Linked DNA regions of Mus musculus: region 1 is linked to region 2. The links are chromatin contacts, called in public Hi-C maps. All regions are on one chromosome and are shown on one strand. Each heading gives the region's core, a stretch centred on a gene start, on an enhancer-like site or on the middle of the called end of the contact. The rest is flanking DNA. Distances are from core to core; before and after follow the strand shown. Region 1 has its middle 140 kb from the start of Gm12022. Region 2 has its middle 100 kb from the start of Etaa1.

Region 1 (4,240 bases), core at 1,508-4,007, 500 kb after region 2:
TACGCAGAGGTAAAAGCTGATTATTCAACCCTTAAAAGTCCTGCTCTTATCAAAGGGTCATAATTATAGTCCTCAATGTCAAAACCATTATGTTGGAGGTCTCACAATTTCTTTTTGGAGAGTAGCATCACCTTTGAAGTGCCCTTGGTCATTACATGGCACCTCCTTGCAAAGGGGGCTACAGCCAAGCAAACCAGAATGATGCTGATAGTCCATGATAGAGTACTTAATAGAGCATACTTACTAAGTAAGTACTGACAGTGTACTTAAGCAGTCAAGTACTCACCTGTCCCAGTGGGAAATACAATTATCTCACTGCCACAGACATTGCCTACACATGGTTTTTCTTGGGAAGAGTGCAGGAGCTTCCGCGTTAAATAAAGACTACTGGAAGATTATCTACCAGCTGGTAATTGGGGACAGGAAGCATTGGTGATAAATTTTTGGTTTCATAAACTGAAGACCAGATGTGCCATGGTGAACTTGGCAAACTCCACCTGCAGCTAGATGAGAGTGTCACTCTTGGCAAGTACCTGGCAGCTGTTCCCACCTGTGGTCACATACAGGATTTGTCATTGATACTTATTATATCTGTAACTCTGTGGGACAATCTGGCCTATTAAAAATAGCCCGTGCATGGTTCAGTGTACTAGATCTAGTGAATCATTTTATTATATTATGGTTTCACATATAGCCTTTCATTCTCTTGATTTCATACACAACCACTTGGGAAGCTGATTAACTAGAGAAATTAGCCTGATGCAGAAACACAAACATGTAAGACATTAGGGTGTAGTTCTTCACTTAAACCTGCTAATTGAAGAAACTGTTATTTTTAATCCCTTGCTTCCTCCCGTGTTTGTAAGGGAGCTTAAGCCAAATCATCTGTCAAGTGAAAAAGTTATAGAAGTTACAGGGTATAACACACACAGAGAAGTCATCTTTATTAATTAAGCTATGACATCATAAGATCAAAGAAGGTAGAATTGAAGAGGATCTGCCGCAGGGGTTCATCTTGGCCCATCACCCCCATCCATCCAGATGGGGTTACTTTTATCGTATTTACTCATTCTCTATCCACTTGAGCAGGAAATAGATCAAATATGTTTTTTTTCCTCATAGTCCATCTAGTGTTATCACAAAAGGCCCCAAAGTAATTGGCAATACCTCTCTTGAACCTGAGTGATGAATACTTACTCTGTGGCCTTTCTGCTATAAATATAGGACTCGTCCCAGGTGGCATGCTTGTATTATTGGACAGACTTTAATCTTAGAATTATACAGGCCCACATTTTTCCATTGCCAAACACTATTTGCAGTTCTGTCCCAGATGTAACAACCTAATCAAAATAGAATTTCATAGAGCACTACACAGAGGATTGGCTTCTGGGGACTGTGCAACAGGTAGCTGTATGTTTATTGCCTTCTTTTATGAAACTTATACAATGCAATTGCAAAGTGCACAATGAATACTGGGACTTGACTCATAAGTAATGAATTGTAAATAATAAGGTTTAGCATCAGCCAGAAACATTTTCACATACTCAAATGCCAGCGTTCTCACCCACATCTCCACGGACTTTAAATCAACACAGAGCGTTCCCACCTTTCCACAGCGTCCTTCTCAATGACGCAGACTGCCAACTGACCTGCAGCCCTGACAACGAGTGCATCCTTGCTTAGAGTGGAAGAGAGAAACCTTTCATGTACAATAAAGAGAGGTTTTAGGCTTTATTTTTTGTTTTGTTTTGTTTTTGTTTGTTTTTTCAGAGGTCTTTTTCAGAGATGCAGAGATGGTTCAAGGATAAAATAGCCATTTAGAAATGTCAAAGGAGCAAATTTCTGAGCTGAAATCATTTTGGAAAAGGATTTGCTTATAAAACACACTGGAAATATGTTGTCAAAACAATGTTATTTGGAAGTTCAAGAAAAGCATGTCCTTAGATCTCTGTCCCAAGTGCTGGTGACATGACAGCACCTTTGAGCCTTGCTTCTTCTGAGCCTCGTCTTCAAGGTCAAGCTGTCATTTCCACCATCTGCCTGCATTCAATCTGTCCTTTCTATGGCATTTTGAGAAATTAAGTTAAATTCCATAAACACAGAAATCTTAAGTCGCAAAGATATAAGTAGATGGAAAACTGCCAACCTTCTTCTCAGCATCGGCAGCAAATCAGCTCTGTTTTATAAATGTGGAAACTAAAGTTGAGAAATGTTACAAAATCTGATGCACTACTGATTGCACAAAGTAAGACAAAGTCAATAGTCAAAATCTGCTACTGCTCACTAAACGCATCTCCCCTTAAACAGCATGGAAGAGCCATGACATTCAAATTTGCTTAAATATGTGTGCAGCATGAAAGTGTGGCACACCCTTTCAAGAAAAGCACCCTTCCTCACTCCCCACACACCTGGCTACCTCTACCAGATTCATGTTTCTATAAACTGTTATACTACTTGTAACACTGGGATATAACAATTATTTAATTGAATTTTTGTAGCAGATGGTGTAAGTTTATAAATTGCCTCAATTAATGAATAAATAAAAACAAACTGTTGCTCTCATTAGTGTCCCTAAAATATGTAAATGACACACATTTATTTTCATGGCTCACAGATGGAGATGTTGAGGCCCATGGAGGCTTGGTTTGCTTTTGGGCAGGTAGACAGATATTCAATCCCAGAAGAGCTAACAGACTGGCGGTGACTCATTCTTTCTTTTTTATCCAGAACAAAGCTTAAGAGAGTCTGTTTAGAGTGCTTTCTTCCTGTCTCCTTATCTAGTGTTCTGTAATCTAATTTGGCCTTGGCATAGAACAAGTTGAACCAGCAATGAGAGCTTGGATCACAGTCAAGTCTCTGTGCTTCCCTTTCTGAAAAGTCTCACATCCCGAGGCCAGAGAGAAAGCAACAACGACAGAAAGGTGGAGTCCTCTCCCCTGAAAGTACAAGGAAGAACCTGGGTGTCCTCTGTTCAATCTAGGAAAAGGAAGTGGATGGCTATGTTCTTGGAGGTGTGGCACTTCTAAGAATCCTAACATCTGGAACAGAGGTACCTCTGTCCAAAAGAAGCTCTGAGAAGATGCCACAGCTATTCTTGTCCCAGAAGCCTCCACGGTGGTGCTGGTGTAGGGCCAGATGTTCCAGAACTTTTCATGAGGTAGCGTCACACTTGCGGCATTTCACTGGTAGCGAGTGCCACATTAAAATGCCATTTTAGGCAATTAATATTTTATTTATAAACACTTATAAATATTTATCACAAATGGCTGTTTAAATAGTAGCTTGTGAGAAAACAAATCTATTACATTTGTATTAAAAATTCCTTGGATGCTTAATTAAGGGAATATTTAGACAGACCATGAAAATTTTATACCAACTCCTTGAGAAGTCAGGGACAAACCTAGTTAGACTCTCTCATGAAACTGAGGGAATAAATTTGATAAGATGCCACACAAAATGGGGGCATCCAACTTGAGATCCCACGTCAAAATCTTTTCTTTAAACATTGTAAGTAAGATGGACTCATTCTAAATAAATGTCCTGACCTTACCCACAATCAAACTATGTCTCCTCCTTAAAGGTATCTGACTAAGCGTCGCAGCTTCTTCAGCTGTTTTCATCAGATCGCAAACACAATCGGCAGTCCAATTTTTCAACCAGGAAGAAAAATAGTTATTGCCCACATTGATCTGCTGTAGAGCAGAGTGTCTCACCTTATTCTCTTCTTAAAACATAATCGAAGCATTCTATTTTGAGGTCAACAATTTAACAAAGCACAGATATCTTTGTATACATTTAGCACTAAGAGAACATAAGATAGACTAAGTTCTTTTTACTGGCTATATGAGATTTCAATATTTTGAGAATTAGTGTAATTGTAAATGTGTATTTCCTCTCAGTGGCTGTAGTGTTTGTGTGCTTCGTCCTCTGGATTTGCATGTTGATACTACATAGCACTCTATTAGCTTTCATGCATTTGAAGGGTCAAAAAAACAGTGACCGACTTGAAAAGAGACTTGCAATCCCATCACAAGGTTCCAAGACTTGTTCTTTAGAACATCCTGTGGTCATCACAATGTGTTTCTCAATTATGATTAATTGAACTTGGTTTTTGTAGCAGACAAGTTCACTCTCCTATAGCACTAAGCAGTTTGAAATAGTACTAAGAGCATCAATGTCATCTTGGGAATTCTAAGGCCACCTGGCCCCTTTAGCTGCTTTTAATGATATGAAATATATA
Region 2 (4,390 bases), core at 1,805-4,304:
TTTTGTGCTTTTTAACCCCATTTATTTTCCACTCAATTTATCATAAACACACAACCTGGTGTTGTATTTTCCATTATCCATGTTCAATATGGACTTTATTGTTTTAATTGCCACATCGATATCTCATCATTTTTATCTAGTAAGTACCCTATTAAAACATTTACATAATGTCTAGTTGTTTTATACTGTAAAGCATATTGTGATAAAACTCTGTATTCTGACTCTATAGCACAATAATGCCACTGCTGAATGCAGTAACCCTGCCTAGTAAATGTAAAAAACAATTGCTCAGGACATGAAAGGTGTCATAGTGGCTGCAAGTGCAATCAAGGCCTGTCTGCACTCATCACAAGAGGATTCTCCCAAGTTTAACAACAAAAAAAAGACATGCTCAAAGGATTCAGTGCACATAAAGGAAGCTGAAGCCATGAATTCAGTGACCTTCTGAAGGAGAGATGTTCCCTTCTGATATCCATTTCCTGAGTTTGAAAACAACAGGCCATTTCTTTAGTTGTTTTAAAGAAGAGAACTGCTGTGTTATTTATATTGAAAAAGAGAGATTACATTAAAGTCTGACACAAATTGACATAAGCCAGAGGATTCAAACTGAACACTAGCCTTCTCTCCTGAACTCTAGCATTTCAAAGCATATTAGAAAAAAAAAAAGTTTTAACAAAAGGACTATGCTCCAGTCAATCAAATTACATCTTTAAAAGGTAGCATGGTAGCTCGCGAGGACTGTGAAAACCATATCTATCACTATATGCTTGTATTTCAGGGCATGCAAAATCAAAACAGCAGATGGCATTGAACTAAGGACCAGGAGGAAAGGTTGCTGGAAAACCCAGCATAGAGCTACCTAGTGTTTGCAAAACTAGCTAAGAGGAAACACACACAAAGCTGACAAGGGTTCTGTCTGCACTGTCCTGTCCACAGACATCTTTAGACTACAAAGAAGTAAAGGTGGGACAAACGGGGTGCTCATCCCCTGTGCTGACTCTAGTGACTGTTGGACACAATACAAGTGCCCGTTTCTGAAAAGCATTCCCAGCAGTTTGTCTCTTCCAGTGCTGCCACCCATTGCCTGATCTGCCAGCTGCTTGACTTTTAATCTACATCGTTTGTGCAGGGCCCCCTGTGTGGATTCTTCCTCTTCAATCTCCTTCTCGTGCTTCTCTCCTGCACCTCAGCCAAGGACCCCAGCCTCAACCAGAGCTGAAAAACACAAGTTCCTAGCTGGAATCCTGTCAAATCTGCGGATTTCAGAGAACACTGAAGGGTTGCTTGCTGAGGAATCAGTGAACCCAGTTGCTCCAAGTGAGAAATGACTTCAAATGATGTGACACTTAAACATGCATCATGCTATATATATTTGGACCTCCTTCCTATCTGGAACCCTGAGAGTTCCACAGTATCTTTCTTAGAAAATGAAATTCCAAGAATGCAATGAGGTCTGGGGATTCTCTGAGAAAAATGTAATGATACTTACAGAGTGTGTGACTGCCAAAGGATTGTCTTCATGTTTGCTGCTTTTTCGAATCATCTCTCATCCACCTAGTCTCAACTGCTTGTTTGTTAGGTTGTTTGTTTGTTTGTTTTGGTGTGTGATATTTCTTTTAGTTATTTGCAAATTTTTTTAATAATAAAGTTTATCTAAGAATCAACTGATTATTCTTTTTTAAGTTGCCTAAATCAAATCTTTGTGGAGCAATGAACTTAGTTTTCTGTAGATTCATGAAAATACATTGATATTTGGTATAATTTTACCAAACAACATGACAGACAGACACAGGTTTTGAAATAAGCTGCAGGTGCCATTAGGTCTCTATGCTCACTGAAGCCTCCTGGAGAGGAGCCAGTGGCATTCACCATGGGGTAGGTTTTGGACACAGGGAGCAAGGGTACCTTCTGGTCAGGTGAGTCCGCTTTGGAAGAGCTGTGACGTGGGTGTTGCTCAAGAAAGCTTCTGGTCAGGCTGTGTGTGGGCATGCTGCATGTTCATACCATAAATCTCAGTACTAGGGAGGCAGAGGCAGAGGCAGGTGGATCTCTGTGAAATGGAGACCATCCTTGTCTGGAGAGTAAGTTCTTGGCCAGACTGGGCTATATATAGTGAGAAACTGTCTCAAAAAGAGAAGAAAGAAGAAAGCAGGCAGGCAGGAAGCAGGCAATGGCAGAAAGGCAGAAAGAAAGGAGGCAGAAGAGTATTTTGGTGCCAAATTACAGATTTTGGATGTGATAATTGGTCTGGGAACTCAGAAAACAGATGATGAGCACAAACTAGTGACTTGATGACCAAACATTGGATCGATATTCAAAAGCAGCCAAGAATCACAGACCACGCAACCATCACACTAACCGAATTAGAACATATGCTATGTACCCCAGCTGAATATCAGCTCTGCTCCAGGACACTGGACACTCCAGGCAGGCCTTATTCATTTGCAAATGAGCAGGTTGATCAAGCAGAACTCCATGGGCCTAACTCTGAAATATTTTATTGACCTAAATGCAACCCTAATTAATGGTCTCCTATGGGGTTCACCAATTTTCTGATTCTGTTCTTTCTTCTCTCTTTTGATAGGTGTCATCTCAGAATTGCCACTGAGACACACACTCTCATGGGCAATAAGACAATGGCAAGAGAGACATACACAATAAAGTACAAGAAAATGTAAGTACACAATGTCTATTATGTATTTCACAGCTGCTGCATTGCAAGCAGATTTACTCATGCCTATAACCACATACCTACATCCATCTTTCTGCCTGATTCCCCAGGGCTCTGATTCAACAGGTTTTGTTTATTTTTTTACCCTGAAATGATGCTCATTTTTCTGCCATGCTTACTTACACAGATTGGAGCATGTTTTCCACATGCAGCTTCTTGCTTGCCAGTAAGCCCAGCTCCATCCCAGGAGACAGTCATGTTCGGCCTTTCACATCTCCCTATCTGTCCTGCAGGATCTTTTCTAGCAGCTACAATTTGAAAATCTTCCTCACTTACAGGAAACATTTACTTTAAAAAAAAAATCTTTTCTGCCTCTTTCCCACACATCCTAAAAGTGTTTGCCATAGGGCAGACAGAAAACCCCTTTCAGCTTGCCTCTGTCAGACAGACCACAAACAGACAAGGCCAATGGGAATCCGATGCAGTCTGACCGGATGAGAGGGGATGTTTTACTTTGAACTCTGTCTAAAAGGAGACAGGAAATACTTGCTCAAAAAAAAAAAAAAAAAAAAAGGAGGGACGTGGAAAAGCCTATGGACTATTTTACTATGGTCATCCAAGCCCTGTGTCCCAAGACCGAGCCCATAGAAAATTAGATTGCTGTTATACACTGAAAAGAGAAACCTGGAGTAGAATTGCTGATACAAACTGTCAACATCATACAACTTTGTTCCTGTAGACTCTCCTTACAGCAGTGTACATCTAGCTAGGGTAAACCCCTAAAACATTAAAAAAAAAAATGTCTTGGCCCTTAGACAGAGTCTTCAATTTTCCCTTAATTTTAACAAATGTATTTTTTTGTCTCGTGTGCATATTTTCCCTGTTTATGTGGCTGTTTAGTATGTGTGTGCCTGGTCCCACGGAGATCAAGAGAGGTCATTCAGGTTCCTTAGAACTAGAGTTACAGAGGTTGTGAGCCAGCACGTGGGTGATGGGAATCAGACTCAGGCCCTTTGAAGGGATAGCGAGTGTGCTTAACAGCTGAGCCGTTCTTCAGTCCCTTTTCTCGCTTAATTTTAATAAAGAGGCCCACTGGAGAGCATCAAGGAGACGTGAACCTTCCTAAAGCAAGCATGCATGCTGGAGAGTGGATGCTTGTGCTTAGAACAGGAAGAGTTCCTCGGCCCCAGGTGAGTTTATCGTGCAAATAAAGCCCACCGTTGGGGGGCATTGTGCAGGTACAACTTTGGGTACTGTCATGACACTAATTAATAAAGCCATAACTGCTTTATTACTTTATTAGAACCAAAAAAGATCTCCCAAAGATCACGTTCTCGGTTTAGTCAATACAGAAATTAGATCAAATGTGAACTGGAAATTAAAGCTTAAGCAGTCTCCTGGAGGTTAAAGAGACGGGGAATAAAAGCCGTAAAGTGAGCAGGTTAGAAAGACACACTAGAGGTCGCTGTTGCTGCTCGAGCTGAAGGTGTGTTCACTCGCATGCATGCATGTGTAAATGCAAATATATACATATATCATAAGAATTGTTTTGGGAGATTGTATGAATGTTTGAAAATTTTTGGAAAGATCAAGTACCTTTGTTAAATCCAAAAAAAAATCCATTAAAGTATGATTTTTTTTTTGACTTTTGATTTTTTTCCCCCTTTGGGGTATGTGGATAGTTGAAAATTGAAAAGGAGATTTTTTAAAAGAAACTTT

What was found. Hi-C and Micro-C count contacts between places; a contact is called where the count stands out from the background.
Region 1: a Hi-C map of the N1E-115 cell line shows a contact between it and region 2, with 2.1 times the contacts expected there. The contact joins two enhancer-like sites. A contact is called at or near these places in 1 of 484 Hi-C or Micro-C datasets (the N1E-115 cell line) and 1 of 9 other capture datasets (embryonic stem cells).

What each region holds. Positions count from the first base shown.
Region 1 is chr11:18,352,249-18,356,488 of GRCm38.p6, forward strand. No RefSeq gene overlaps it. Among named protein-coding and RNA genes, the nearest start is that of Gm12022, 140 kb to the right of the region's middle. Within about 2 kb of position 2,758, at least 2 of the 459 cell types and tissues checked have an H3K27ac peak or open chromatin away from gene starts, as enhancers often do. A contact at or near this core is called in the N1E-115 cell line, where this site is marked.
Region 2 is chr11:17,848,452-17,852,841 of GRCm38.p6, forward strand. No RefSeq gene overlaps it. Among named protein-coding and RNA genes, the nearest start is that of Etaa1, 100 kb to the right of the region's middle. Within about 2 kb of position 3,055, at least 5 of the 459 cell types and tissues checked have an H3K27ac peak or open chromatin away from gene starts, as enhancers often do. A contact at or near this core is called in the N1E-115 cell line, where this site is marked.